4 separate regions of the Mus musculus genome follow, and regions 2, 3 and 4 are each linked to region 1. The links are chromatin contacts, called in public HiCAR-type and HiChIP or PLAC-seq maps. All regions are on one chromosome and are shown on one strand. The core of a region is the stretch at or near the end of the contact, and the rest is flanking DNA. Distances in the headings are between cores, read along the strand shown.

The links. HiCAR-type assays count read pairs that join an accessible place to other places. HiChIP or PLAC-seq counts read pairs in DNA pulled down with a chosen protein or histone mark.
Region 2: a contact with region 1 is called in an H3K4me3 HiChIP or PLAC-seq map of bone marrow-derived macrophages, with 7 times the contacts expected there. The contact joins the enhancer-like site here to the promoter of Plpbp in region 1. A contact is called at or near these places in 5 of 115 datasets of contacts at active chromatin or transcription factors (bone marrow-derived macrophages, embryonic forebrain, fibro-adipogenic progenitors and 2 more).
Region 3: a contact with region 1 is called in a HiCAR-type map of astrocytes, with 3 times the contacts expected there. The contact joins the enhancer-like site here to the promoter of Plpbp in region 1. A contact is called at or near these places in 1 of 39 promoter capture datasets (liver) and 6 of 115 datasets of contacts at active chromatin or transcription factors (astrocytes, bone marrow-derived macrophages, embryonic midbrain and 3 more).
Region 4: a contact with region 1 is called in an H3K27ac HiChIP or PLAC-seq map of acute myeloid leukemia, with 9 times the contacts expected there. The contact joins the enhancer-like site here to the promoter of Plpbp in region 1. A contact is called at or near these places in 1 of 39 promoter capture datasets (hippocampal neurons), 11 of 115 datasets of contacts at active chromatin or transcription factors (the SCID.adh cell line, acute myeloid leukemia, bone marrow-derived macrophages and 6 more) and 1 of 9 other capture datasets (adipose tissue).

Annotation. Positions count from the first base shown.
Region 1 is chr8:27,038,369-27,046,083 of GRCm38.p6, reverse strand. It overlaps Plpbp (pyridoxal phosphate binding protein), which reads right to left and starts at 3,529. Exons shown (of 8, transcript NM_054057.4): 1 at 3,371-3,529; 2 at 949-1,056; 3 at 651-686; 4 at 85-160. The coding sequence starts at 3,469. It overlaps Erlin2 (ER lipid raft associated 2), which reads right to left. Exons shown (of 12, transcript NM_153592.3): 12 at 6,647-7,715.
Region 2 is chr8:26,235,279-26,242,993 of GRCm38.p6, reverse strand. No RefSeq gene overlaps it. Among named protein-coding and RNA genes, the nearest start is that of Gm31727, 28 kb to the left of the region's middle. Within about 2 kb of position 3,038, at least 45 of the 459 cell types and tissues checked have an H3K27ac peak or open chromatin away from gene starts, as enhancers often do. A contact at or near this core is called in bone marrow-derived macrophages, where this site is marked.
Region 3 is chr8:26,300,644-26,308,358 of GRCm38.p6, reverse strand. All of the region lies in intron 3 of Gm31784 (a long non-coding RNA gene), which reads left to right. Among named protein-coding and RNA genes, the nearest start is that of Gm31784, 8.0 kb to the left of the region's middle. Within about 2 kb of position 3,153, at least 21 of the 459 cell types and tissues checked have an H3K27ac peak or open chromatin away from gene starts, as enhancers often do.
Region 4 is chr8:26,348,421-26,356,135 of GRCm38.p6, reverse strand. No RefSeq gene overlaps it. Among named protein-coding and RNA genes, the nearest start is that of Gm31843, 29 kb to the left of the region's middle. Within about 2 kb of position 4,030, at least 87 of the 459 cell types and tissues checked have an H3K27ac peak or open chromatin away from gene starts, as enhancers often do. A contact at or near this core is called in acute myeloid leukemia, adipose tissue, craniofacial prominence and 1 more, where this site is marked.

The sequences.
Region 1 (7,715 bases), core at 2,280-4,779:
TTCTCAAAGCTGCTTACTTAGACGGTGGTGTAAGCCATACAATCACAGAGAAGGCCTGGCTTTGTGCTGAGAGTTTTGCCTTACCCATCAGTTTGTTGACGTTTTGTTTCTGTAAATGACCAATGAAGTGCCACTTGATCTCGGGACAGGAAGACAGAATCTGAAGAGAAGAAGGGGACCGTTTGATAGCGATGTCATGGCGGCTCTGTCAGTTCAGATGTCCTTCACTTCTGTGCTCTCCTGGGAATGATAAACTGCCACCCCTCTCTTCGGCCAATCTCCCACTGAGACACAAGGAAACGCAGAGGCATCTAAGCCTGGCGCTGGTTCCCTTCTCATTCCCATCAATTCACTGTCATTTTCAGAAATAATCCATGAAAGGCATAAATGATTTATGTCCTCAAAGCTGCATCCCATACCCTTTGGTTTATGCTTTCAAATCTCCAAGGATTTTCCTAAAATCACTATTCACTAACAGCCACACAAGAGAATATTAATAGAAGTTGAAATTTAGGGCGCAGTGGAAATACAGACGGCTTCTATCCCTAGCCCAGCTTTCTGTTCTAAAATTCCACCCTCAACATAGGTGTAACTTTCAGCTAAGAGCTAAGGCTTCTAAACAAAAGCAACACTTCTTATGTCTAACGTACCTTAGGGTTTGATGCTTTTTCTAGTAGTTCCTGAACCTAAAGAGCAAAGAACAGAACGAGTCAGAAGCCTGGTAGTCACTACTCTCCCAACAGTTCTTTTTTTTTTCTTTTTTTCTTTCTTTTCTTGGTTTTTCGAGACAGGGTTTCTCTGTATAGCCCTGGCTGTTCTGGAACTCGCTTTGTAGACCAGGCTGGCCTTGAACTCAGAAATCTGCCTGCCTCTGCCTCCCAAGTGCTTGGATTAAAGGTGTGCGCCACCACCGCCCAGCCCAACAGTTCTTTATAAGAGGAATCTTACATAGTTCTCTCCAAAAGTGCGCTGGCCGTGGCCATAGGCCTCGATCACCATGTCTGCAGGTTTTGTTTTGCTGACCGCAACGAGCCGGGGTTGGATGGCTGGGAGGTCCTGCCAAGAGAGAAGGAGCCACATGAGTGAATGTGTGGAATCTTGTCCCAGTTAGATACACATTGTAGAGCCAGGTCGTGGTAGCAAACACCTTTAATCCCAGCACTCAGGAGGCAGAGACAGGCAAATCTCTGAGTTCCAAGGCCAGCAAGGCCTACAAAGTGAGTTCCAGAACATCCCAGTGGTATACAGAGAAACCCTGCATTACAAAACAAACAAACAAACAAACAAACAAAACAAACAAACAAACACCACCACTACCAACATAACACACATTGTAAAATAGACCGGCCTAGATCTCAGCTTGGCACTAATAAGATCCACTCTCCTTTTTTCTTTTTGGTACTGAATATAGAGCCCTGGAGTTTGGGCACATGAGACAGGTGCTACACCACGGAGCTCCAACCCTGCCTGCGGATTTCCTTTGCATGTCAATCAGTGCTGGAGGTTTAAGGGTTTGCAGTGAGTAAGATGGCTTGGTGGGAAAATGGTAGCTAAGTAGGCATGAGGGCCTTAGTTTAGACTCCAATATTCATATAAAAAGCAAGTTTTGTACCCCTTGTCTGTCATCCCAGTGGCAGGGTGGGGATGGGGGCAAGACAGGTGGATCCTTGGGGCTGGCTGTCTGGCTAGCTCCAGATGCAGGGTGTCAAAGCATAAAGTGGAGGGCGATAGAGAAAGATGCCTGACATCAACCTCTGGCTTCCACGTGTGCACTCATGGCATGTGCACTTGCACATATGAGTATACCGTGTACACAAACACATGTACTTGTACATGCATGCATATAACACACAGGCACTTGTACATACATGCACATAACACATATATATATACACACACTTATATATACATGCACATAACACACATGCACTTGTACATACATGCATATAACACATATTCACACATACTTGTACATACATAAATGTAACACACACACAAATTTTTTATCAAGGATACAGTAACAGTGGCATAAGGTCTGCTTAGCATTTGTGAGGTTCTGAGTTGTATCCTTAGCACCAAAAAAACCCATACAAACAAAGTAAAACAAAACCCAGCAGCATCCTTCATGAAGGGAAGGCAACATCCTGTTTAGCAGGGAGGTCACTTCTGGCTTCTGATACACGAAGGTAAATAGTTTAGAAACTCATTTTGGTCCTGATGTAATTATTAATAACGCTTCCACTCACCCTGGAAGAGGCTCAATTGAGATAAAGACATACACTGCCTTGTTCAGTCTATGAATCAACCAACAGTCAGCAGAGTTGACAACGAGACACCCACAACTCAGTGTTCAGGATTAGATTCACGCAAAGTCTCCTCACATCCATTACATAAAATGAAGGGTTTCCCTGCTTTCCTTACGTCTACCCCACCGTTTCTGAGACTGTCACAGAACCACAGTGCTCTCAAGGACTTGGAGACGTCACATCAATTACCACACGGTCTCCTGCTGCCTCCTTCTGAGGGACTGACTGTGTCTAATTCCTAGTGTGATGATGAACTAACTGGAGGCTTCCAGAGACAAATCGGTCAAGCAGGCCTAACTCCCGAGGCGGGCTGCATTAGGGAAATCCCGAGAACTCCGGTACCAGGAAGGTGGTAGGAACTCCCAAGGCTCTCTTAATTTCCTTCCCCTGTGAGGAACCCTAGCTAGGGCTAGAGTAGTTAACTGGACATGCCCAGACATCAGGTAAGAGAAGACTATGTTAATTCAGCCTTCGGTTTTCAGGCATCATTTTGAAATCTCAGACCATGAACACTAGATCAGAAAGGAAAGGTGTTTGATTTTTTTTTTTTTTCTGTCTCACTTCACATAACGTAGCTTAATTTGCATGGAGAAAAGCAGATACTGGCACCGGTCTAGAAGTCCAATGGGGGACATAACAACCATACGAAAATAACAAACGCTTGTGACAGGGCACCTGACAGCTCCCGCCCGCTCTGTGTGTGTCAAGTTCACGCGCAGCTAGACCACGGCTCGCGGCCGCCGCAACGCACGTGATCGCGGGTGGACACGGCCCTCCCAGGGCTCTAGTACCGTGGTGACGAATGGCGTGGTGGTACCGAGGGCAATGACGAATGGCGAGACGCCTGGATACGAGTCACTTGCCCTAAATGAACACCTTTCTCCAACCAAGCCAACCTCCCGGCAAGTCCCGATCCTCAAGGCCAGACCGACCGCCATGGAAACCCAGCGATCCCCTCTGCAGCCCCCGCCCCTCCGGGAGCCCCTTCTGCGTCACCGTGACACCTCGTCCCACGTAGGTGTCCCCCTTCCAGCCCTCCCCAGTGCCCTTCCGCCGGTCCTCACCCGCGGCCGCCGCGCCACACTCTGCTGGACTCGCTCGTTCACGGCCCGCAGCGCGAACCCGACTCCCAGCTCCGCCGTCATGCTGCCACCTCTCAACATTCCCAAGAGGATGCCCGGAGGACCCGCGACTCACCGAGCCCACCTTCCGGTCCCGCCCCCTTCCTGAGAGGTCCAATCGCCGCTCACCATCCAGCCACTTCCCCAGCGGAGGTTGGCCACCCAGGCGGGCGCCATCTTGGGGAAGGCGGAGGTTACCCGGACTGAAAGCCTCCTAGGGAGTTCAAGGGCTGGGCGGGCCGGTATAAACCAAGACATTAAAGTAACTTTCATTCATCCGTTCCGTTCCTTTCCTTTTTCCTTTCTTCTTTTCCTTTCCCTTCCCTCCCCTCTCCTTCCCATTTTTAAATTTCTTTCGAGACAGGGCTTCTCTGTGTCCTGGCTGTCCTGGAACTCATTCTCTAGATCAGGGTGGCCTTGAAATCCCAAGTGCTGGGTCTAAAGGCGTGTGCCACCACTGCCCAGCTATTATTTCTTTTTTAAAATATTTATTTTATGTGCGTTGATTTGTTTTGTCCTCATGTATGTATGTGCATGCACCGTCGTATCTGTGGTGCCATGGCCAGGAGAGTTTTGGATCTCGACCTGATGGTTGTGAGCCATCATGTGTGCTGGGGACAGAATTCTGGTCCTTTGCAAGAGCAACAGGTGCACTTGACTACTGATCCATCTCTCCAGCCCCCTTTTAATTTAAATATTTTTATTTATATTTTTGTTGTGTGGGTGTTTCCCCTGAACGTTAAGTCTGTGAACTGCCACAGAGGTCAGAGGAGGGCATAGAACTCTCTGGAACTGATGAGTGGATAGATGGGTGCTGGGTTCTGAACCTCTATAAGAGCAGTAAGTGCTCTCTCTCCATTCCCAGACTTTAGGAGTAATGATATTGAAGGTAAATGCCTCTTCATATACTGCTGTCACCACAGTGAAAAAAACCCCAAAACCTGAAAGGGCCCAGAAGGCTGTTACAGAGTGAGCCTAATGAGAAGCTGGCTGTGGAGCTGCAGTTGGGAAGTACTAGTCAGGAATAAGTGGGTCAAGTTTAAAGGGTTCGTGAAGGCTGGGATGGACGTGAAGTCAAAGAGATGCTCTGCTTCAAAAAATTGAAGGTGATAAGACAGGTCAGGGGTCAGAGGCGCTTGCTGTCCAAAGTCATATGGTGGAAGGAGAAAGCAGACTCCTGCAGATCTCCACATGAATGCCAGGGTGTCTGAGCATGTGCGCATGCACAAGGATGTATACATACATATGTACACAGATGTAAAAATGAGACCTATAAATACTACAGATTTAGGGTGGGGCCTCTATCTATCTATCTATCTATCTATCTATCTATCTATCTATCTATCTACCTACCTACCTACCTACCTACCTACCTACCTATCTGCACATATACATAAACACACACAGAACCTACTACTACTGTTTTGCTAAATGGACATGGCAGCAAACTGTCTTCAGAATATTTATATCCACAGGTTAGTGCTGACCTCAGCCTTGGATAAAGAAGCTGTTTGTGTTACAATGGATAATGATTAACAGAGTCACAACTGGTCAAAGTGCTCAAAATAAATGACTATTGAACCCTATCAGAGCATCTGTGCTACCTCCTTCAAGGTTCAAAGAACCTCTTGGAAGAGGGGGGGGATATGGAAAAAAACAAAACAAAACTAAGAGCCAGAGGGTAGTAGGGAGGTGTAGTGTGAACTGCTATATCTCCTGTGCCCATTACCAACGGCGACAGCTGTGGTCACCTGTGCAGGACTGGGGCTGTGAATGAGGCGGGAGCTCCTGAGGATCGTGGGACAGCTGTGCTTACTGAGGAAGGGGAGCCATATTTCTCAGTGGTGTTGCTACTAGAAAGTTGCCCTTGCCTAAATAACTCACAGCTCAGGCTTATGCAAGCAACCCTACTTAAAAGAAAAATAAAACGTAGGGGAACAGGATGATGTGCCAGAGGGGTGATATCTAGGGAAGGCTGCCCCCTTTTCATAGGAAGGGGGAAGGAAGAATGGAGGGAGGAGCTGTGTGTGTGTGTGTGTGGGGGGCCTGGGAAGAGAGAAGGGGCTGATATTGGAATATAAAGTGAATAGATAAATAGTAAAGAAAAATAACATAATTCATTAAGTAAACTCAGTTTTAGTGAATTTTTTTTTTTAAGTAAGAAGGGGGCTTGATGGGAAGAAAAGTTTGATGGGAGGGTAAGGGATTAAGATGCTAATGTGTGTGTGGGGGTTATGGTCAAAGTGCAAATTGTGAAAGAACCATTTTCAAAAAGAAAGGAAGCACAGTGTAAGAAAAACATAAGAAAACAACAATGAAAAACATGGTGGGAAGCGCACGCCTTTAATCCCAGCACTCGGGAGGCAGAGGCAGGAGGATTTCTGAGTTCAAAACCAGCCTGGTCTACAGAGTGAGTTCCAGGACAGCCAGGGCTATACACAGAAACCCTGTCTCGACACCCCCCCCCCCAAAAAAACCCCCAAAACCAACCAACCAACCCCCCCCCAAAAAAAAACCAAGAAAACTATGTTGTGGCAGGGTGGGGGAGAGGGAGATGGCTCAGAGGTTAAGAGCACTGGCTGCTCTTGAGGAGGACCCTGCTTGATTCCAGCAAACAAGGAACAACTCAAAACTGCCCCGTCCGGGAAATCCAATGCCCTCAGCTGGCCTCCATAGGCACCAGGTATGCATGTGGAATACAGACATACATCAGCAAAATACCCTATACTACATACACTAAACCAAAACCCAAACCAAGATATCCCAAACTTGTTATTTAAAAGAAAATATCCAGTTAAATGCAAATTTCAGATCAAGTGCAAATTCTTCTATAAAAGTAGGTGTTGTAAAACATTTGGATGGTATATAGTTTTTGTAAAGTTCACTGACATTAACATTTATCTAGTGACACTAGGCGAGGCAGCTTGCCACAGCCAGTCTGGGAGTTACCTACTTAAACTGATATTACATGAGGTTAGGGTCAACTGGGAATGCCTTTATCTTCTGGAGAAATGCAGCAATGTGTTAATTCTGTTTGTTTTTGCCATAGTCTCACTATGCAGACCAGGCTGGGCTCAAACAGATCCTTCTCCTCGGGTGCTGGAGCTAAAGGCATGTACCAGCATGCTGGTAAGAATCTATATTACCTGGATATATTTTTAGGGAAAGCCTAAGAAGGAAGTTTGATTTCTATCACCTGTCCTCCAATCTACTGGTAAATTTTACCTTAATCAAAAAAAGACAAAAACATTTTATTTAGCAAGACTGAAATTAAATCCAAAATGTAAGTATATTCACATTGAGACCTTTTTTTGTTGTCTGAAACAAATCCTGGAGCTATTAACCCAAGGTAATTTATCTAGTGGTATCATTTATGGAATAATTACTATAACAAGAATCATTTCTCAGTTATAAAGGCTCATTAATGCCCTTGGGGCACACTGAAAAAATTGCTTTAACTATTCAATCACCAGTTTACACAGAAGTAGAGATAAAAAGGAATGGAAGTACAAACACATGATTGCCCATTACAGCTTTTATAAGGAAACAAACAGTGGCTAGAAGCCCACTGAGGACAAGGAAGTAGGTAAAGTTCCCAGACAGAGGGGCTATTGTCCAGGTAGTTTACCGACGGCCAGCTGACGACAGCCCAGGTCAGTAAGCACGGCTATCTCACTTTCACAAGACACACGGCCCCACAGGCCGTTTATACACCTCCCTTTTCAGAGCACTTCATTCCTCCTCAGTACCCACACTGAGTCCTCCACACCTATTTTTAGTTATATAAAAATTATTAAACTTAGGCTTCCTTACAAACATTCTAACCATATATTGAAAAGTGATTAAAAACCTATATGGAATATAAATTGCTTCTGCAACATTTAGTGAGTGAGAAGCATTCTACCAAGGTGGCTGGGCCTTGGGAAAGTCCTACAAAAACTGAATTTTACAAACGGTTAACGTATTTTGATAGAAGTTCTACTTAAAAATAGCAGCTATGAATTCACTGCCTACAAAACTGCAGGCTTATCACATTTTACATGTTTAGAATTCAAATGCCTAAGTCAGATTTTATAGTATTACAAAAAACAAGGTCATAAAGACAGATGGGCTAGGCATCCCATGCTAAAAAGACATCTGAGTTCCATGATTTTACTGCTGGGACAGATACCAATAGCTACTGAATTTATGCTATGACATGGGGACATTTCTGTTCTGTTAAAGAAGTGACATTAAAGGGGCAGGGAAGGAGCAGCTGCAGCAGGACTTTACTGTGGCTCTTTGTAAT
Region 2 (7,715 bases), core at 1,789-4,288, 800 kb after region 1:
AGAGATGTGTTCCTGACATCTTAGCACATGTCTTCATCCCAGCAGGGAGAGGCAGGCAGGTTTCCGTGAGATCAAGGCCAGTCTGGTTTCCTGGTCTACAAAGTGAGTTCCAGTCCAGTAAGGGCTACACAGGGAAACCCACTCTACAAACAAACAAAGTTAAACTAAATATCTGAGATGTCACTAGTCTTCCTATGGCAGGTGGTTCCGGAGGGTACCGATGTCACTCAGTGTCAGAGTGTATGGAGCCTGGAAGTCTGTATGAGAAAGAATCACAGGAATGTTCTAGAAGAGAAGAGCTTCGGTCAGCAGTGATGTCATCATAGGGATGCTGTTAGAGCAAAAGAGCACAGGACCCTTAACTACAGTGCTTACCTTACTAGGAGCAATGAGGTCTTTGCCTTCCTGCCAACTCTCCACCAGAGCGTGCTCCAATGTGTGTGAAGAATAAAATAGTGTTAAGGAATCTAATATGACGTCACCTGAGTGCCGGGGAGCGGCTGGCTCATCTCCTTCCTACCGAATTTATTGGCTTATTCCAATTCACGTACGATGCAGCATATTGACGCATTGGAAGTTCCAAAACAGAGAAAAATTTAAATATATATGAAACATGGAGCTGAGAGCCTCAGGGTGGTTGCGGGTAGATGGACAGCTACTGGTCAGGAACAAGAAAGAGTCTGAGGTGCTCACACCTCGATTTGGAGAGTCTTTACCCAGAATGCAATGCGGCACTCCTTCCTAGTTGGCTGCACTGTCATTCCAGGCTTCCATAATGGGAGCCTGCTGGTTGCTTCCCCTGAAAGCCACTTTGTTTTCTAGGATAAACATCTGTTTGTCTGCTTTGGTGTAAGTCTCACTGGGCTTTGATATACCAAATTGTAAAGTGCCCAGTGAGCATATTCCTACATTCCTGAATCGGGTTAAACCACATGCCCAGGACTAAATCTTGAGAAAATGTTACTGAATCGATTCGACCTGTGTAAATTCTCCCGTCGTGCGTTCCCGCTTTGCCTTCAGTCTTTCTAAATAGTGAATCCCAGTGTGTGCTGTGGAACTCCACTAATATCCATACATGGCTCCTTTGCCTGTCTTTCTTCACACCATTTCTTGCTCCCAGAGTCCACTGTGTCTGTGAAAGTCTCATATGCACTCGTTTTCCAAAAATGTTAGTGGAAGATATGGTAGCTTCTTCTTCATTGCCTCCCAAGGCATTTCCAGGTTAAACATGTATCATGCAGGGCCTCAATTAAGGTGAATGCAAGGGAGACATCTGGGGCACGAAATTTAAGGATCCTGAGATGGAGACATAGATCCTCAGTGTCTGCACGATAGGTGATCACCTACCTCACCTTATTTCTGACACTGCTGTGGCCACAGAAAAGGAGAAGGCTGGCTCCAAGGCCAGCAATGGGCAGATAAACCAGCATCAGAAACTTGTGTAGCAGCCTTAGAATCCATGCCTGTTTTCTCTTAGTGAGAGTAGTGTGGTCGCTGGCTGCCTCCTCTCTCCTGGAACCCAGGCTGGTAGGGAAGGCAGATATGATTCCTGCACCCCGACACCCAGAGAGAACAGGCTCCACTAGATGATGTCACCAGTTGGGTAAAAGCCCGATGTGACATCTAGCCAAGCACTTAAGCTCTCTGGGCCCCATTCTGGTTCCTTAGGCCTTTTGACTGTGAATTCTCAAAAAGAACCTTGGGACATCAATTATGCATCATAAAGATCTCTCCCTTGAATTTTTACCCCCTTAAAACACGACTTACTCGGTTAAGTGTGGCTGGAGACTCATTGATATTTTATTTTCCCAACACATTCATTAAAGTCACGTGAAGTGCCTTCTGTAGACGCAGACGACAATAACAAGAATAAAAGATGATAAATGCAAATAAATGGCTTGATTGGGGGGTAGAAGAAAACCATGTGACCTGGCACTTTATCTTAGCAAAGGTACTTGAAGGTCTCATCCCAAATCTTTTTCCGAATTAGAAAAAAAAATTACATGGTGATTTTTCCTTGATATCTTCAGGAACTGACACTAGACGCTTCCATAGATGCTATAATTCTTGGATGATCAAGCCTCTTGTCATAAAATGCAGTAGTATTTGTATATAACCTATGCACATTCTCCCATTTAACATTATCTTAGATTATTTCTATTGCCTATAATGTAAATGCTATGTAAATAGCTATAATATCGTGGCTTAGAGGACAAAGATGAAAGCAGTCTGTACGTGTTCGGCATCAATGCACTTTTTCCATGAATACTTTCCATCAGCAGTTGGGCCAGTCCTTAGCTGTGAAACCTACCATACAGAGGGCCAGCTTCCTCCATGTCTTCTTTTTCATTCACACATGTGCATGCATGTGTGTGCACATGTCTATGCAATCGTGCATGCATGTATACTGCATGTGTAGCTTTACAAATGTGCATGAGTGCATGTGTGTGTGTGTAGGTGTGTGTGTGTGTGTGTGTGTGCGCGTGTGTGTTTTAAGTACTACTTCAAATGAATTATAAAAGAGGCAAACTTCTACTCGTTGTCACTGGCACCATCCTTAAGATAACCCCATGGTGTTAGTGCTTGGTTGACTGGGCTGATCTGACTAGCTAGGGAAGGTTCCCTACCTCCCTCATGGCTCCATGCGCATCCTTTCTGAATCTTCCCATTTGGTTGAAGAATTCTACCTTCCCTGATAGAGGAGGACCATTGTTTGTCAAGAGTATATGAATAGCTGTCTTCCTCTTCTAGGATTTCCAAGATCCTCTCTGGATAGGAGTACTTGTTTGTATCTTCACTGTGCTCCTCAGAAGAGAGAGAGAAAGAGAGAGACAGACAGAGAGAGAGAGACAGAGACAGAGAGAGGGAGGAAGTGAGCAGAGGGAGAGGGAATGAGAGAGAGAGAGAAAACACACACACCACCTAGAACCTCTCTCTCTGGAATGCCTCAGGCTTTTCTAAACTGTAGTCACTGGTACAGGAAAGAAAGAAGACAATCTTAAAGGTGCTATCAGCTGGTTGCCATGAGGAACAAGGAATGAGGAAACACTATTCAAGCAAGCAGAGTAAGAACGCCAAGGCAGGAATGAGTCAGCCTAAACAGAATGAACTAGGTTAAAACGTCCAATTTCCTATGACCTGCAATCCCCTGTATGATGTTCCTAGAATGGGTCAACATTACAGAGTTTAAGTGAGGAAGTGAGATTATCTGATAGACTTTGGTAAGCTACCCCTCTAGTGTCCGTGAGCAATAAACATGGTCAGGCAGGAAGAATGATGTAACTGCCACATTATCCCTAAACAATACCGTGACATCACTCCAGGAAATGAGGAAAGCACTTACACAGCTTGGCCAAGACAGCATTCTGACCACCAGCATCCTCTTCTAAACTCAAGCCCTTTTTAGGGTAACACTCATCCCTCTATTAAAGTGCAAGATACCTCTCCCTCCCTACTGAATCCAACCAAGAAAGGACTCAGAGTACCTGACGTTCAGAGTCCATTGTTAATTGTGCATGGAAACCCTCTCATCAGCAGAAGGGACTTCTAAGTGTCTGAAGAAGTAGATGCTGACAGACAACAGCAACTGAATAATTTCCATCCAACCTCTCTTCCTTTGAAAAGCCATGGTTAATTTGAATAAATGTCAGACCATGGCCCGGATATGCTTTACCAGTGTCAATATTTTTGCTACCTAATAGTACACAGCATTACACCTGAAATTTTCCAGGGTGGCAGGGTGTTATTACAAAAGATTGCTTAATTGTAGATTGCTACTGTACATTTAAATTTCAGTAGCAAATTAAGTTGTCAGACTTAATTACCGTTATATATTTAGATTATGCCACAGATTATTTAGTTCACTACTTAGGTTTGCCAACCTGTTCCCCTTGCAGTGTGACAGGGTAGTAATTAGAGAATTACGGGAAACCATTCAAGCTTCCCATAGACATGTCCAGGAGGCCTGGTGCTCTTACAGATCCCTTGGAGAGTCTTCTTTTCTGTCCCCACAGCCCCAACATCGGAATGAATCTCTCCGGAAGAGTTGTGGAGCATCCCAGATGGATTTCTACGCTTTTCTCTATCTCTGGGACACTGCCTTAATACACTCCGGGACTCAAATACTTTCCATTCCTTCTCCTCTAGCTATTAGTAGCCCTCTGACATTCGTGAAGCACTTTGTATTAGCTCTGCCTTGAAGAACAGCCCAAAAGTGTGGGTGCTGAGTTAGGCTAGCTGCTAAGCGGGGATGCATTGAATAGATGGCTCTTGTCACCAAAGCCTAGATGACTCCCTTACCTCTTTGTCCTAAGAACTTTGCATTTTCCCATCCTAGCAAAAACTACAAGGAGTTGATGGGAATATATTTCGTTTTCCCAACATTACTCACTGGCAATCACAGAGATCTGTGTCGTGCCTGTGACATCTGGTTCCTCAATCCCATACAAGGTAGAGGAGCTGCGGTCAGCAGTCACGTGATCTGACAACCCAGCTCTAGACCCTGGTACCAAACATCAGTCATCCCCAACAAAACCAAGGTGTAGGTATTTTCCCATTTGTTGGTGAGAAGAAAAACCACAATTTTGCAGTGGGAATTACTCTCCGATACACTTTAGGTGTGGTCAAACAGCTGGAAGCTCTTGGGGAGTCCAACTGGTAGATTTGTTTGCTTCGACTCCATAGGAACTGGTTACCCATCTAATGGGGTTAGTTATTAAATCAAATGCTTAAGAGGAATAGAGAAGGGGCAAAGAGAGGGTTTCCACCTTGAACAGACCCTGCTTCTCTCTCAATATGTTCTTCTAATCTAAAGCCAAGGTGGGGCAGGGCGGGGCAGTCGTTAGTCTATAGGTTTGAAGGAAACTTGAAGATAATCTTCTGTAACTCACATATTGAAAGCATCCTAAGGAGGAAAACAAAACAAAACAAAACAAAAAAAGCTATAGGCTTCTTCTCCAGGAGCTGGCCTGGTAAATGGATGGAACTAGAAAAGATCATATTGAGTAACCCAGATCCAGGAAGACAAATGTGGCATGTTCTTTCTCCTTGGAGGTTCCTAGCTCCAAATCGTCAGATGTGAGGACAGATCCTGCCCATAACTTTAGAAACTAAACAAGTGAAAGGGGAGCATGGGGTAGGTGGGTGGGGAAGAGACATATCAGGATACAAGTGATTAGGTTGGGGAAACAGAGAAAAGGGGGACTCCAATTAGGGAGAAGGATGGAGAAAGGAGGGATGTCTGAAAAAGTCATAAGTAATCGTACTATTAACTATTTACCTAACAAAGCATGCAGTACATGTAAGTTTGTATATAAACATAAAAACATATTTAAATAAATTTTTCTCATCTAGGTTGACAGCGTTCCTTCCAAGAGCCAAACACCGTCTACCAAAAATCAGGGTTTTAATTTGATTTGTAATTCCAGAGGAAATGGTTGCAGGTGATATTCCCACCATCGTATTACCAGAGTTGGAAAGCCTCAGAAGACAGCTGGCCCAACCCATGTTCATAAAAAAATTACTCCTGGGGGATTTAATATCTTTCCTCATCTCATCCTTCCTAGGCTCTTCTCCTCCGGAGTTGTTCTGGCACTACCGGCATCTGGGCATGGAAGATTATCTCCAGGGACTGGGTGTTGGGGGTAGCCATGATAGTTTCAGTGTCCACCACAATCAGGCTGCTCAATGGCTTGTAAGGGGTGGCTAAGATGACACACATATAGCACTGCTCTCTGTTGACCGCATGCACATCTCCAGTATAAAGTGCAGAAGCCGAAGGAGAGAATTCCAGGTTGTGACAGGATTGCCAGTCAGATGGGTAGATATGAGATCATGGTTTATGGTGGTCGGTCTTGGTGGGTGATGCAGTTATTGAGCTAAAGCTTCCCTACTGATTTGTCTTTAAAACATACTTTCCAGATGTCTGCGACATTTCTCCTGAATAATCATTAGTATCTTGCTGAGAATTGAAATTTGGATGAGGTTGGATGATGAGACAAAGAAGAATGAGATTAGAGGATTAGAAGAGCATGTGTGGTGTGTGCGTGTGTGTGTATCTCATCATATATTGTATATATCATGTCTATCATGCATATCATATATATATATCATATCTATGCACATCATATGTACCATATATCACAGGTATCATAGATATTATATACACTTAGTCTTTAGCTCTTTTCTATGAGCTTCTTACCCACACTATCACATCTGACTTCCCCTTCCCCATTTGACTCAATCTTATTAGTAGTCTACTCCACATATGTTCTCCAGGATGACTAGTATTAAAATGCAAGTTTCTTTCCTTTGGTAGAGAAAGGATAGGGCAGGTCTCATTTTCAGGATGCTTTTAGTCTAGAGTTGGTAATTCCTAATACCAGGTAACTCTGGATATTTTGGCCACTTTAATTCCTTTATTTTTATGGGCTAAAATTAGGGGGAAATGGATTAGGGAATTTTATGGGGAGTTTTTCGAAAGAAAATGCAATTTTTTAGATCTGAAAGATATTCCTTACACAACACTGACAGTACTATTTCATAAAAATTCAAATGTTTTGGTGCATTTCACAGTACCTGTAATGGGCTTTTCATCCTGGAAATGGTGCATAGATTGCAGTTTAAACCTATGTAAGTTAGATATAAATAAAATGTCAACTAGAATGCTACACATTGTATGTACTCTGTCTTGGCCCATTCTTCTGCTTCTGTAACAGAATGTCACAGAGTGAGCAATTTATAAAAAAAAAAAAAAAGAAAGAAAGAAAGGGAGAGAGAGAGAGAGAGAGAGAGAGAGAGAGAGAGAGAGAGAGAGAGAGAAAGAAAGAAAGAAAGAAAGAAAGAAAGAAAGAAAGAAAGAAAGAAAGAAAGAAAGAAAGAAAGAAAGAAAGAAAGTCATTCCTCATAGTCCTAGAGTCGAGGAAATCCAAGATGGAGAGACCAATCATACAAGGTCCTTCTGCTGCATCTTAGTGTGATAGGGAACCACATGGCACACATGGGACAGAGCAGGAGGCCAACTGTCCTTTTCATCAGGAACCACTCCCTGAGCAGCTAGCCCCATTCCAGGGAACAGCGTCACCACATTATGGGAGCAGAGTCCTCACACCCAATCACTTCCTTTAGGTCCCACCTCTCAGCCCAGTCACAGTGGCAAAATGCCGTTCCAACCACAGGTCCATTTCGATAGAGACCCAGCCCATCTCTGTATCTTCCCTGGATTGGCCCCCGTGCAGCTGTGTTCCATGCAAGATGTGTCCAGAAAAGATGGGAAGGTCAGAGCCCAGCCAGCCGTCTCAGGTTTAACCATCAAGGGAGAAGCAGATTCGCAAACTCAGAAAAAGAATCTCATTTGTACACAGACCATAAAACATGGTGGGCTGAACACAAACTCGGGAGCTGTAACGTCTGGATTTAAACCTTCCTCTTCCCACTGACCAGCCGGTTGCATTTCCTTTGGTGTTTTGAGTAGAGCGGCAACATGGATGTTTATATAGAGCACCATACCATGAGTAGTATAGCTGAGTCATATAGTCATTCTATGTCGGGTTTTTGAGAGGCCTCTGCGCTGATTTCCAGAGTGGCTGCACCAGTTCACATTCCCATTAGGAGTGAGAGTTCTCCGCACCACCTCCCCCAGACCCTGGACCCCCAACACGCTTAATGTGCATTTCCATTATGGCTAAGCATGTCGAACATATTTTTTAAATCTTTAT
Region 3 (7,715 bases), core at 1,904-4,403, 740 kb after region 1:
AACCGTCACAAATGCTGATTTCCGTGCTCTGCTGAGGCCCCCTCAGTGCGGCATCCAAATCCAGGAACATGTTGCAGAAACCTGAGGCTCAAAGAGCCATTTGTAGCATGGAAATCCTTTTATAATTGTAAAGCTTTGCACACATCTGTTTCGTGACCTCTCCCTGGGACTTTTGTGCACTGTCAACTGTTTCCACATCTGCCCTTCCGTCCTGAGAGGTCCTTTACCATAATTTTCTTCTTGCCAGAACACTAGCTGATGTCTCGGCTTTCACATACCGAATTTTCATAAAGTAGGGCTCATTTACATTCTAACGTTGGCTTCGGCATGATGTTTCACAAGTAAATTCCAGGGCATTATAGACAGGTGTTTGTTTGCTTCTGTTGCAGCGTAGGGATAGATTCCAGGGCATCCTACAAAAAAGTATTCAGCTACCGAGCTATAGACACCCTCAGCCTTTTGAGCGTTTACACTGAGGTGAGTTCAAATGAATCAGATCGTTCTGTTTAATTTGATCTTCTAATTTATTTTATTTTTAAATTATACCTTAATATAAAAACAATACACAGTCAAGGTAAGTGTGATTCCCTCTGTAGGTAACTACCCAGGGTCAGTACTGCTGAATCTTTTATGTGCCCTTTAGGAAATGAATTTAAATAAACACGTGTGTCATTTAAAAAAATGGATTTTTTTTTTGCACACCCCCCGAGGCAACATGTCTTTCCTCATCAGCCTGCACGCGTTTATGCTTTTCACCTTGCGAGAGGTGGATACTTTGGGGGGAGCTGCTTCTGATTTCTCTCCTGTTGCTCTCTGTTGTGAAGAATTGCAGGTGCTCGCTTCAGTGTCACACATGTGCAGATCCCTAGTGCCGTGAATCCAGGAGGAGCGACGTTACATCTGTAGGAAAGATGCAGTCGTGGGGAGCTATGTCTGGAATGGGATGGGCTTTTGGATGGTTCCAGTGGGAGGAGACAGACAGTACCTTGAGACACTGTCTTAGATCTACATAATTCCCTCAGCTTGCCCTGATGTTTCCAGCCTGTCCTTTGAAAGGATCGATGCTAGGCCAGGGGGCAACATGCATACCCAAAATGCCACCTTCTCTTTGCTACTTGGCTGTCTGTGAACACCAATAGAAGGACCAAATACTCTACACTGTACGTGCATGATCTCAAGTGCCACCGGCTGGCCAAGTGTCAGTCACACTTCACAAAGACAGAACTCAGAGAGGTTAAGTAATTGGCCTGAAGGCTTGATCCCCACAACCAGGCAAAGCCTTAACTGACCCCTTCTAGAATCCATCCCTTTTCTGCAACACTACTTCAGTTTCTGGATTGACAGTGTGCTTTTTCAATTAAAAATGGAAACTTGGTGAGGATAGACATGCTGGAAAAAAATAAGAAAGGCACCATAAGAAAGGTCAGCTGAAAGAACAATATCAACCAATCAGACCCCCACCCCAGAGCTCCCAGGGACTAAACTACCAACCAAGGAGTACACATGGAGGGATCCATGGCTCCAGACACATATGCAGCAGATGATGGCCTTGTCAGGCATCAATGGGAAGAGAGGCCCCTGGTCCTATGAAGACTTGATAGATGCCCCAGTGTAGGGGAATCAAGGGCAGGGAGGTAGGAGTGCATGGGTAGGTGGAAGAATACCCTCATAGAAGCAGGGGGAGGGAGGATGGGGTGGGGGTTTCTGGGGGGGGGACTGGGAAAGGGGATAACATTTGAAATGTGAATAAAGAAAATATCCAATAAAAGAAAGGGAGAGAGAGAGAGAGAGAGAGAGAGAGAGAGAGAGAGAGAAGAGAGAAAGAAAGAGAAAAGAAGAAAGAAAGAAAGAAAGAAAGAAAGAAAGAAAGAAAGAAAGAAAGAAAGAGAGAGAGAGAGAGAGAGAGAGAGGGAGGGAGGGAGGGAGGGAGGGAGGGAGGGAGGGAGGGAGGGAGGGAGGGAGAGAGAGAGAGAGAAAGAGAGAGAGAGAAAGAAAGAAAGAAAGAAAGAAAGAAAGAAAGAAAGAAAGAAAGAAAGAAAGAAAGAAAGAAAGAAAGAAAGATCCCCTGGGCTTAGGACATGTTGGTCAGGCTTTGAAGCCCAATCATGATGCTTGCTACCTCTGAATGTGTAAGACCAGAAACAAAGTAAGACAGAGACGCGATCAAACAAGCCCACGGTAGAAAGGAAGTCTAGAAGCCATGGAGAGCCTTGATACATAGAGTTTTAGTTTTAGCGTGTCTTTGAGGTTTGTTTGCTTTGTTTTTTTTTTTTTAATGGAAAACTCTTGAGACACGGTTCAGATTAAAATGGAGATTGGTAAACACAAGAGACTCATCTTCGCAACCTGAGTGAGGTGACAGTCCCCTGCCTGGTTTTGATTTATCCAATTCTAGTGTGTCCTTAGCGTTTAACTGCTGGGGCTGTTTGTCAAGAGAATGTGGTCTTATTTTAATATCCAAGGGAGGCACATACTGCTGTAATGTCATAACTCATGAAACAGCCCGGGATATTTTTCTCAAGAAAGCAAGACGCACATATGCACAAAATCTATGTGGACAGGTTGATTGTGTGCAAGCACAGCCCCTCCGGCTGGAGACGGCACATCCCTATTCCTGCTGCAGAGTTGCTCTGCTTCCTGAAGAACCAGTAGAATGACAAGGCCTCCGTACAGTCAGTGTCAGTGCGTGAACATCAGAGACCCAGCAAGTGCAGTCACAACTGGGAGGGCATCCGGCTGCAGCACCTGACCTTCCTTAGCAGCTCCAGGACGATCGTGGGCAAGCCCAACAGTGAATAAACTAATCAAGCCATTGAAGGAAACAGAAGCCCTCTGCCCTGTTTGATTTCTTCCTATAATGATATAAAGTGCAGCTTAATGAAGTCAAAGGGTCCTGGGCCTCTTGGTGCGTCCAGGCCTTTGGAGGCAGCAGTATTGAGTCCGCTTGTGGTGTGCATGACCCAGTTACTGCTGCCCACCCCGGCCGGTGGGCCCTGCTCGCAAGCGGTATTGTAGCTAGGACTTTGTGGGGGCAGTTCTGGTTGCTATGGCCCCGCCTGCATTTTGTCTACATAAATTAGACCTTGTGCAGCATATTGGCCTGTCAGGGGACTAGGAGGAAACTGTATATTGTTTCTGGCATCCCCGAGCCCTTCTGCCCCTGACATCTGCTGTGCCTGTGACAGGGAATACATTCTTGACTCATTATCCGAGCAAGTAGAATCCCACCCTGACAGGACCATTAATCAGAATCAAGCAGTCCAGCAGAGAGAGAGAGAGAGAGAGAGAGAGAGAGAGAGAGAGAGAGAGAACATGTAAAGAAGTGAGACACTTTCTAACTTTGGCTTTGGTGTCATTCGGGGGTCTGGACAACTAGCAATCCATCTTTCTGAGTGACAGCCCTGATGGATGGCATTATTTATGCTTTTGTGTATTAAAAGACAGCTCTGGCACCAGTTTGTCATTTTCACAGAGGTTTACAAAAAAGTTGAGATTTAATTTGGAGGAAAAGGAGGGCAGAGATCAGAGGAGGCTGGTGAGCTGACAGTCTGTGAAGACAAGAGAGGGACCAAGGGCATCTGAGTGTGAGGATCGGCACGGGTGAGGGCAGACGCTTCGAGGTGCACAGGGGGCGTGGAGGTAGCTGCTGCTGCCTCTCTTGTGTGTGCCTAGGTTAGGGATACCAGAGGTTTCCACATTAAGTTAAGGATATGTTAATCACTGTATTGAGATGGGTTGTTGTCGTTGTTGTTAAAACAATGAAAATGGAAACATGTATTTGATTATTTAAGACCTAGATGCTGCACACGTGTGAAGGAACAATGATGATTATTTTCATGACCAGAGCATTGCCTAATGTTGCAAATTCATAAGTATAACCAGTAATAATAACTAGGCATAACAAGTATTTAATAACAAGCAGAGGTAGTGGTCTTCACATTGATTGAACTACTTCTGTGGGCTTGTGAATGTGTATTGATAGGACTAAGGGTATTAGTCATAGGCACGGATTGCACAGTAAACATTCCTCATGCTCTGTCCTTCTGATATAGAGAAGGACACAGTGGGGAGAAGAAAGTAGACAGCGAGGATACATCAGCAATGCACGTGTATAACCTCTACTTGCAACTCTCTGCTTTCAAATGAACTTCCACTCCTGTAGACATCTGCTTTGGGCCCCCACAACCAGAGTGCATCATTTGCTTTAAGTTAATAACATGGAGGGAAGAAGACTTTCTAGTCCTTGGTTTGCTCTTTTTTTTTTTTTATCCTTGCCATAATGACATCATCCTAGCCTCTTCTTGAGGATCTGCTGTAGCATCACACCATTTCCTGTCAAGGCAGCGAAGTCCGGCCCCTTTCTTGCTCATCAGCTCTGGAGGAGATTTTGCCTGCGCACCAAGCATCAAGCTCTAGCCCCAACCAACCATTCTTCCTCCTTTCTGGGACTCTCCTCCATTTCCTGAAAGGGGTATGTGGGATTTGATTTAGCAGTCTGTTTTTCTCTGCAACCCCATAGGTGTACTCAGCTAAAGAGGCTAGGTGATCATTAATAAAAACCTAAGAATATGCACGTGACACAGCAGCAGACTAAAATATATCCTGTAACAGACTATTCCAAGTCAGGGTGGGATTAGTCTTAAAGAGTGAAAGGGCAAACGTTCGCGGTGGCATCACACGGTCTTTGCCAGGATGAATCCAATGTCCAGATTAACAGAGTTAGGCCAAGAGGTAGCCAAGTGAAGAAGTTGATGTCAGCTTCCAAAAGAAGCAAAAGAAGCCTGACAAAGAATTTTCTTAGAAATACTGCTAGGATCTCATGTCAGAGTTGAGATCTCCTTAGCCACCTCATTGACTGGCTTTGTCATCAGACAGTGCTAGGCTCTAATGTCAGTTCCATCTCTGTCAGCCTTTCAAGTGTCAGTGTTCTTATCAATTAAAAAGGATAGTTATAATTACTCGTCCAAGTTCCGAAGATTAAACATGATGACATATGTAAATTGCATCACAAAAAAAAAAAAATTCTGGCGCATATAGATGCTCAAAGAACATCTCAGCCTTACAGGATCCACAGGTTTAAAAAGAAAAAAGAAAATCCCTGCTAAGGTTTTTCAAAACTATCATTAGTTCTCCATGCCTACCCAAGGAAACAGACCTTTGAAAAATACCTTGATCTTTCATTTATTTGCATAAAGTGCCATGTAGAGAGTTATAGACTATGTCTCAATTTAAGACTAGAAGATCAAGTATTGGAAGAGCTGAGGAGAAAAGAAGGCCCTTAGGGTGAATATAAAAACCAAAGACACAGTCGAGATTTTTCCTCTGTCAGAAAGCTCCTACTCTTGTTATTCACAGGTCACTCTGGGAGGGATGGACGAAACAGCTCAGATAGACCGAGTATGGAGCACAGTCCTCAGTATCCTTCAAGGGATTAGAAACCTGCTCTCTAGGACAGTGAATAGTGTGGGGGTGCCCTGCAGATGCTTAGGTCTAACTGTCCCAGGCACCTCTGTTTCCTTATATCTGGAGTTGATCATATCCGTTTCAGAAGGCCATCGGATTTCAGTCTTGCATGGAAGGTATCGACCCCATAGCAGTAGTGGGATGCAGGGCATCTACTGTTAGCACCATAGCGTGGTGCTTTGGGAAACATGGTTGCACAAAAGAATTCAGCAATGGCACAGCGGAGTTGGGGGGACTCTGCTCTAATGTCCTGTAAGAAAATCTTAGTATATATTGGATTTATTCTCACATACTTTCTCTGCAACCAAGTATTCTAGTTTGAGCGCACTAAAAGTTTCAGTCTCTCTCAACAAGAGAAAGAGACAGTGAGTATGCCCTGGGGAGAGAGAATAGACATCAAGTAGACCAGATAATATCAGGAGTAGAGGGCACGTGTGCTGTTTTACAAGAAAATGGAATAGAGACAAATCAAACTCGTCCCTGGGTTTCCAGTATTATGCTCACAGCAATTTGGGAGGTACGGCTCGAGAAAGGACAGGGTCAGGTCAGCCTGTTCTCCTGTGGACTTGAGTGCTATGTCACTTGTTCCAGTGCAGATGTCCAAATCCTCCTTCATCTCTAGCTCTATGGTGGGACTCACAGGGAGAGAGGGCCCCAGAAGTAGGCAGCCAATAAGTCTGAGTCACTCTAGACGATATTTGAACATCTGGATGTAAGAACAACCATGGTGGGCGTGGGGTGGAGACGAGGACTGGAGAGATGGCTCAGCAATTAGGAACACTGACTGCTCTGCCAGAGGTCCTGAGTTCAATTCCCAGTGAACACTTGGTGACTCACAATCCTCTGTAATGGGATCTGATGCCCTCTTCTGGTGTGTCTGAAGACAGCTACGGTGTACTCCTATACAGAAAACAAATAATTCTAGAAAAAGAAGAGGAGGAGGAGGAAGAAGAGGAAGAGGAAAAGGGAGAAAGAGGAGAAGGAGGAGGAGGAGGGAGAAGAGGAGGAGGAAGAAGAAGAGGAAGAGGAAAAGGGAGAGAGAGGAGGAGGAGGGAGAGGAGGAGGAGGGAGAAGAGGAGGAGGAAGAGAAGGAGAAAAAGGAGGAGGAAGAGGAGGAGGAGGAGAAGGAAGCTGCCGTCACAGGGTGGAGGAAGGAAAGTCTCTCTTTGTATCCACATTAGAAGGTAGTAATTAAAAGGCATTGGTATGCATCTCAGTGACACTGAGAGGAAGAGAGAGCCTAAAGACAATCTAGCACAATGAGGAGGGACAGCTCGGATAAATTCCACTGTAGAGCAGCCAATTGTAATAATTAAGCATCTGCAAATGGCTTTTCAATAATCTCTTTAGTGAAGTGTCTTCATTATTTTAGCAAATCTAAAAATTCTCCTAAAGCTCTCTATTTAGGCTTTATCCCTCTTATTTAATCTTCTTCTCATTTGTAAATTTTTCTACCATGTGGATTTTGTGGTTAAAGTAGGAAATATTATACACATCTGTCTTAGTTTTTTCTGGTAGAATAAGTGAGTGACTTCCTGTTAATCATGTGACCTCATCGTTTGTGATCAGGACAGGTGTGTCTCCACTAGCCTTTATTTCAATTCTGGATCTTCTCTGGTCCAGTCCTATCCTAAACACGGTGCGTAAATCCCTCTCCCTAGAGCATCCTGATAGGGGGCTGGTGTGTAGCTCAGTGGTAGAGCACTTTGGATTTAATGCCTCACCCCACCACCACCACCACCACAAAGAAGAAAAGAAGAGAGGGAGGGAGGGAAGGAGGGGGAAAGAGGGAGAAGGGGAACATTTTAGTCCTCATATATAGCTTTGTTGAAAATTGTATGCAAATTTCTACGTAAATTCTCAGGCCATAAATGGCTTCTGTACTTATTATCATATTCCTACGGGAGCATTGATCCAGTACAGGGAGAGCAGGTCTGAAATGGATACATTGTACTTGATGAAGAGTGAGGGAAAATTTTACATGGTGCTGGAGAATGAAGCAGACCACCTTAGGAAGACATTCTCCTAGAATCCACGCCCAGACATTAGTTAGCTCCTTTCCCTACAAGGGCACTCCAGAGACAGGAACTGCAACGGACCCCTTGCTCCCATCCTCCACCAAAGAAAGACACCCAGGGAACCCTGGTGTCAGTGCAGACCCAGGAGAAAAGAAGGGGCTGCGAAGGGACGCTCCCTAGAAAACCTCTTGCGTCTGCTAGCTGTCCCCACTCGGCCAGCTCTCCAGACAGCTA
Region 4 (7,715 bases), core at 2,781-5,280, 690 kb after region 1:
GCCTACATTACAGCTTGTCTTTCCTGCTCCACATTATAACCTCTGATCTGGGTGCTCTGTGTGACGTTGTCCTTCAGACAGGTTGTCCTCCAGACACCTGGCAAGGTGAGATCATGATCTCAGTCCCTTTCAGCAGAGGATGCTACGTTAGGTTGAGCTCACAGACACTGTGATTTGCCTGTGAACTGCCTCCGCAGACACATAAGCTGAATACATGGTCTCCAGCTAGTGGTGCTTTTAGCAGAGGGTATGGAAACTCTAGTAGGTGGGGCCTCCATAGAGGAAGTTGGACACTGGGGGTGGGTCCTTGGGGTATCTTATTTCTGGCCTCTTCCTGTTGTGTGCACCACTTGCTATCCACCAAGAAGGGAGGAATAGTCTCTGTGGACCATTCCTCCATGTTTTCCTTCCTTGGTCGACTGAGGATTCTGAAGTGACAGTGGTTAGTTTTCTGATTTCTGTGACAAAATGCCTGATAGGAACTGCTAGAAGGAGAAGACTTTATTTTTGACTCAGGTTTGAAAGGATGGAGTCTATCACAGTGGGAAAACTTGGAGGTGTAAGCATGGGTGGGGTGGAGCAGGGGGCAGGGTGCTCATACTACAACCTGCTGCTGAGCTGACATCTTCTGCTGTCCTTTTGTGTTCAGCCAGGGACCTCCAGCCATGGCACAGTGCCCTCTCATTTAAAATGAGTTCTCCCCTCCAGGAATTAAATATTTTTAGAAATTCCTCCAAGGACATACCCAAAAGTATACCTCTTATACATATGGATCCTCCAAATCCATTCAAGTTGACGATGATTATTAATCACCATAGAAACCATGGACTAAACAAATTACTCCTCCCTTAAGGTTATTTCTGTTGAGTTTCTTTTTCAGTCACAAGGATGAAAAGCTAATTACTACAGCAGAAAACAAGCAAAGAGACCAGTTGTCCCTGGCTGTGGAAAACGCCCATCCAAATGAATAAATGTCCTATGGTGGTTGCTTGTGTACCTGTCCAAGCATCAGGTTCTGTGAGACAAAGGATTTTACTTGTCTCTCCTCCCCCCCCCCCAGGACCCATGGCAGTGTAGTAAGGAGCTTTGGGGAGCTTCTGTCCAATCTTCATACTTCCTACTGGTATTTTCAGAAAGAGTTGTCCTCTTAGTTATCTGGAAGGCTCTGGACTAAAAATTTTCCACTTCTGCATCCTCTTTGCCTAAAAAAGAGAATGGTGGGGGGAGAGGCGTTTCAGCCCTTCCTGTCATGGAGAAAGCTAGAGTTGCCCAGGTAACTTTGCTCTTAGTTCTTATGTTCATCCAGAGCCCCCGGAGCTCTGCCCCCCCCCTTCATCTCCAGCTGGTTCCCTGTGCACTGGAGGATCCAGCGAGAGAGGTGGCATCTGCTGACCCTCAGTCATTAATCAAGCTGCCTGCACCAGAGTCACTTCACAGCCAGGGATGCAGCTTCTTGGCTCCTGGGAGCTGCCTAACAAAATGACAAGAGGCAGGAGTTTATTTGCTATCGCAGGAGTTCCTGGGAGGAAAGGGAAGGTGGTAGTGGGTGACAGCTGGACCAATGTGGGAAGAAATGGGGGCAGAGCAATGTTGTAGATGCTGGGGATTTGGGAGGGGGCATCTACAAGCCACTTTTACTGATGGGCTAAAATCCATTGCTTTCTATAAATGTGTATTTACATTACAGTATGTTGAGTTGAAGCTGGCTTAGAGTCTGTCCCATCAGTTTAAGTTTGCCTTAGGCCACAGGGTGATCGCTACCTCATAGTCCTAAATTCAGCTTGCTTATGGTGTTGGGACCTTTGAACCTCAGAAGTTGGGAGTGGGTATCTTGATTTTTTTTTTCCTGCCAAATACCAGTTGGACTCTCCTGCAGGACCAAATTGAATCCTTCACAGTGTTTGGACACGCAGAAGAAAGTTGCCTGGGTCCTCAGATCAGCTAAAACAAACAAACAAACAAACAAACAAAATTCCCAATATTCCTTTCTTAAGGGAACAAATTTACCTCCTAAAACTTGTAACAGTTTTATAGGATTGGAACCTTCCTGGCTCTTACCCTCCCACCCCGGGGGGGGGGGGGGGAGGCCTCAGTTTTGCTCCCCATCCACCAACTCTGCTCACTAAGCCTTTGTTCTGCAAGTTGACATCTTCTGAGTCAAATCGAGTGGGAGCTAGGGACACAGCTGTGGAAGAGTGTAGCAGGCGGTCTCTGAGCCAACCTTTGCAGTTCTTGATGGACCAACAAACAGAAGAGAGTGGCATGGTTTAGGGCACATCATACCAAGAAACCCATCGGCAATTATTCAAGGGCTTTGATGGGTCAGTCAGCCATGACTTCCTTCCTTCTCCACCATGAATGTTTGTGAGTTTGTCCAGCTCCCTGGACTCCCCCCTTCTTGGAAATGAGATAGCTTTCTTTTTCTGGACTGTTGTTGTCTGGGAAAACTGTGGCCCAGTTTCATCTTGGAAGGCGTCTGGGTGGGAATTAAAGGCTTTGTGATTGCTTCATTCCAGTAGAGGCCTTGGGTAGAGAAGCCTAAACAAACAAACAAAAAGAAAGAAAACATGCCATTTCAGCAAGGAGAGAGAACGCAGCAGGCAAGTGTGTTTGAGAGATATGTCAAATATGTTTATGGCAACTTCCTTACAGCATTTTATTATAATTTACTCAAGGAGAGAAAAGACATCCTTTATCAATGCACTTAGTAAATGCTGGTTATTGTTGCTCAAGGGGCTTCTAAGTTAAGAATGATGCAGACCAGACCCTCATAGCTCCTCCTCTATTCATCCCCACCCCATAGGAGTTTCAGATGAGAACAATACCCAGTTAAATAACTAAGATAATTTTCTGGTAAGAAGCGTTACTTGAGGGCAGCCCTTGTCTCAGATATTTTTTCCTTCCTTATCATCATAAAAAAAAATTGGTTTTATATTGTGTTTTACAACCAACAAAGACCATTTCGCATCTGTCTGTCACACTCCCTACAAAAACCTGGTTGGAGCCACCAAAAATAGCACCATGGCTTTACAGATGGAACAGTGGACAAAACTACGAAGGGACATCTATAAAGCCACCTTTCAAGTAAATCATCGAGCTTGAACTTAGCCAGGTCTTCCTCCTCAAAGTGTAGTGTGATTTCCTCCTCCGTCATCCCCCTTCTTCATAGCAGAGCAATATAAAACCAGCTGGCTCCACTGAGAGGGGCCAGGGGTGGGGAGGGACAGACACTGCAGGCAGGGCTGATCTGGAGCAGCCTTCGGCCAAGAGTGAGTTTTCTACAAGAGCGGAAAAGTTTCTTAAGTGGCCTTTGGCTTCGAAGAGGCTCTGCTTCATCTCTCTTTGACATGGTCCCTGGGAAGAGGGGAGCTGGGGTGGAAAGGATGGGGAATGTAGGGAAGGCTGTCATTTCCATGTTGTCTGTTATCCATCCACACAACCCCTGGGGACCTATTTTCAGACTTGTCTGCTTGCCCAGAAAGGGGCAGGGCCCAAGTTTCACAGAAATTAGAAGCACACAGGTCCTCGGCGACAGAAACAATGATGAAGAGATGCACGCTGATTCAAACCAGTGCCTCCGACACTCGGGGGCAAGAAGAGCCCAGGCTTTTATTATTTTTATTTTCCGCTTAAAAGCAAAGACACCACCCCCCGCCCTAATTGGAATCAGAGCTTCAGAGAATGTTAGAATTGCAGTGAATTTCAGACATGACGATCCAGATGCTTCATTTCATAAAGGGCCGAAAGGCGGAAGAGCTTGGCTAAAGCTGTAGAGCAATCTAGTTGAGTCCCGGAGCAGGGCGGAGCCACATCCCTCTGGCTCCTGACACAGCGCTCTCCCTGCCCCCTTCAGAAGGTTTTCTGAGTGGGCGACAGCCCGGGTGGAGGAGAGGTTGCGCTGCTTGGAGCTTGTGACTCTCTCATCCATGCTGGCAAACACCTTCTTGAAGTGTCTGGCAGCCTGCTCCGGTGTTCACTGCGGAGTGAAGGCAGTAAATCAGGGCTTGCCCAGGGACAGCAGCCTCAGCAATGGCGTGTGCATCTGAGCACTGCAAGACTCCCGGGAAGGAGAGCTCTCTCCCTCTGCAACTATATCATACCTTTTACAAAAAGTCACTTTGAGGTCACTGGGTTTTTTTTGTCCAGTATTTCAATACATTAAATGCAATTACTTCATTGTTGATTTACCTGTCATTACAGGCATGTGTTTGAACATGATTTATTGAGTGAGTTTTGTGCCAGTTGACTTGCGATAGATTGCACAATATTCAAAGGGGCTCATTTGCTTGGCGTTACATTAGAGGCACGATGATTGCAACACAAAGCAATGTAAATGAATTCTGAGAGGCTCCATCATTCATGTTGTCATGTACTGAATCCTATTATTATTTATTACCATAATTGTACTGTGTTTCCTGGGGCGATAAATTAGGAATGATGGGCCCCGCTGACAGTCAAGGGCTGGACTCGCTCTATATAATTTAATAGGGATACTGTAGGGTCTGTGTGTTTGGAGGAGATTTGGGTAATGGTTAAAAAAAGAAAAAAAAAAAGAAATGATTTTTTTTTTTTTACAAAAAGTATAAAAGCTTTCCAAGTTTATTTTTCCCCCTTCCTCTTTCTTTAATGCCTTGGCTACGTTTAAAGTCCCAATAAAAGCTAAAGTAAAAGAAACGTTCTGTCTTCTAGCATGAGATGTTTAAAACTCACTACCTCCAGACACAGTCCAATCCCCGTGGGGTTCTGACAGGTGGTATTAACCCTTGCACCAACAGGGCATCCTGGGGCATGAAGAATCTAGAATTGCCAGGACTTCAATGGCCAGGATGAGGGAGATCACATTAACCTTGCACAAAATTGACTCTAACAGAGCTCCGGGCACTTCATCTTATCTGGTAGGGTGGTGTTTCTGTAGAAGTCAAACCATGCTGGTCAGAACATCAGAGTTGGTACAAAATTGCTGAAGAGGATGGAAGAGGGTTGGGGGAGCCTTGGGAGAGCCTTAGCAGAGCGTGTCACGAAAAACGAGCAGTAGGGGAGACCTGAGAGGACACCCACCTCAAGCCTGTTGAACCTTTGGTGAGGAAACTGCCAAATAGAGAGGATAGACAGCCAACAGACAAACAGCTGCTAGAAATGCCCTGTCTTGCCCAGTTACAGTTTAGATACAAAATGCCCCCCCCCCCGGGGAGCACATCTGATGGACACTTGACCCCTAGCAACTGGTGGTATTTTGAGATGTTCTAGACACTTTAGGAAATGAGCCCTAGCTACAGGAAGTAGGTCATGGGGTCAGATCCTTAGGGCTTCCACCCAGTCCCTTCCTGTGACGAAGAGGTCCCTCTGCTGCATTCTCCTACCACTGCGATATTCCGCCAAAGCACATAAGACCACATAACTGTGAGCCAGAAAGCTCCCCCTTCTTCCCCTCTGGTGAGTTGTTCTCATGGGTTTTTTGGTCACAGCTACATAAAAGCAACTTAACTACCCCTGAGGATGTTAATACTACATTCTACTGGCCTTCTGGGTCAACCAATGTTCGGGGAGTTCTGAGAAATATTACATGATAAACCCAGATATTACCACAGGGAGCAGGGAAGGAAAAAGCCAAAACTGTCTTAACGGTCAGCATGGATCCACCTAGAAAGGTCTATGACTATCAAGAGGCGAGGGGGTAAGCTGATGGTCAGATAGTATTAGTCGGGAAAGTCTTAAAATATCCATATAATGTACAACCGGACAATCAATTTTATTCAAGGAAATAATCAATCTGCCTTTGAACCCTGGGTCAGAGGTCAGGGGTTCATAATCCTACCGAAAGAGACTTTTGACAGTGCATACAAGAGCCTCTCATCACCCTGTATTCTTACCTGCTGCCATCTTCTCAGGGGCTCAGGAGTATAGAGGTAGAAGTAAGGGGGATGTAAGGAACTGGGATGAAATTGAAAGCAGGGGGTTACAGTTATATATGTAATTTCCTCAGTGGAGACAGCATCGAAGCCATTTTGCTGATTGCTCAAGAGCTTAACAGAAAGAGTCCACCCTGCTTGTCTGAGTTCAGCTGGCTTCTACGTAGCGCTGAATGGCTTTGTTCAGATTGATTCTGGCAGTGCCAAAAAAAAAAATCAATACATTGCTGCCTACTAGGGCTGACTTGGCTGTTTAAACAGGAGAACTTAGACCAGTTTAGAAAAACCAGATCAGATCCTCTGGGTGTGACCCCCTTTTCTCCTGTGTAGCTGCTGGAATGATAAAAAAAAAAAAAATTCCACCCCAAATACATTTCATGGAAGCCTCCTATGGCCCTGGCCTGTAATAATGGACTACACCCATTAAGCTGCTTGTTAGGCCCCTGGTAATTTCTCCATATTTGGCCAACAACCCAAGCGGTAGCCTGTGCTTTTCATGGCCTGTGAGGGGCTGTAGTCTTGGTGTTTCAGTGTCCCATCGCAGGTGACAGTCTTCTGCATTATGACCTTAAAGAGCCCTCCAAAGGGCCCTGCAGCTAGCCTTACCAGGCACCATAGAAGTGGCAGTCACTAAAAAAGGAAAAAAAAAAAAAAAGCCTGCCTCACCTCCCAACACAGGGTGCTAGGTTTGTAGGTGAACCCCGTATACAGTAGGCTTCGCCTTTTCCTTCGGGCTGCCCAGGGTCTCTGAGATGCCTCCGGCAAAAGGGAAGTGCCACACGGTTCCACCATCTGTTGATCTCTGGGTCCAAGCCCTTCATGGAGAGAGGTGGGTGAAACTGAGTGAGCCGTTAGCAGAAGGTTTTAAATTTGGAATTTAGCCTCTAATCCGTGCTCTTCTAAAGACCTTGGCTTGCAGCCTAAGTGGATGCTGTCTCCCTCCATCCAATATTTGCTCTTGCTGCTATCCTAATTTCTGTAGAAATTAACCAAGTGCTTTCGTCTATTTATATCGCAATTGCGGCCAGATTGGTCCATTAGAGTACAATCACCACCAAAACTGGCCCTCTGCATTGTTAGGGTAAAAGCCCTGATTTATAAAATAATAATGGGAATTGCAATCCTGACAGTAAGTAACACAGGAAAATACTGTGCCCGATTCTGAGATTATGCGCAAGGAATAGATTCAGGCTAATAGAATTAAGTCCAGGAGGCCTGGGGCAAGGTCGGGACACTCAGAAATTACTTGCTTTGTCTTTGAGCCACTGGACAATTTACCAGCCCAAGATTCACCAAGGTACAAAAGATGATGATAAAAGACATACTGATTTGGGGTACCGATCCCTAAGACAATTATGGAAGCTTGGAAAATACTGGCTGATACCCACATGCATTAGCCAGTGGTCTGAGCCCATCATGGTAAGAGTTATTTATGTATCAGTCTAGGGCAGCAACTTTCAACCCCTTTGGCAAGCCTGTCTTTCTAAATATTTACATTATAACTCATGATGGTAGCAAAGTCATAGTTACAAAGTAGCAAAGACAATCATTTTACGGTTAGGGGTCACCACAACCTGAGGAACTGTGTTCGAGGGCTGCAGGACTAAAAAGGTTGAGAACCACTGATTTAGGGTCAATATACTCCAAACTGAACCCTTAAATATCTCCCTGCATCTTTGGGATGCTCCGTGACAGTGAAATGGGCAAATAGTTCGAATGTAAATATCTGTTGTGTTTAGAAACATTCTAGTATAACTTGGATATCCCCAGAACCCACATGAAGGCAAGAAAGAACCTCCTCCCAGT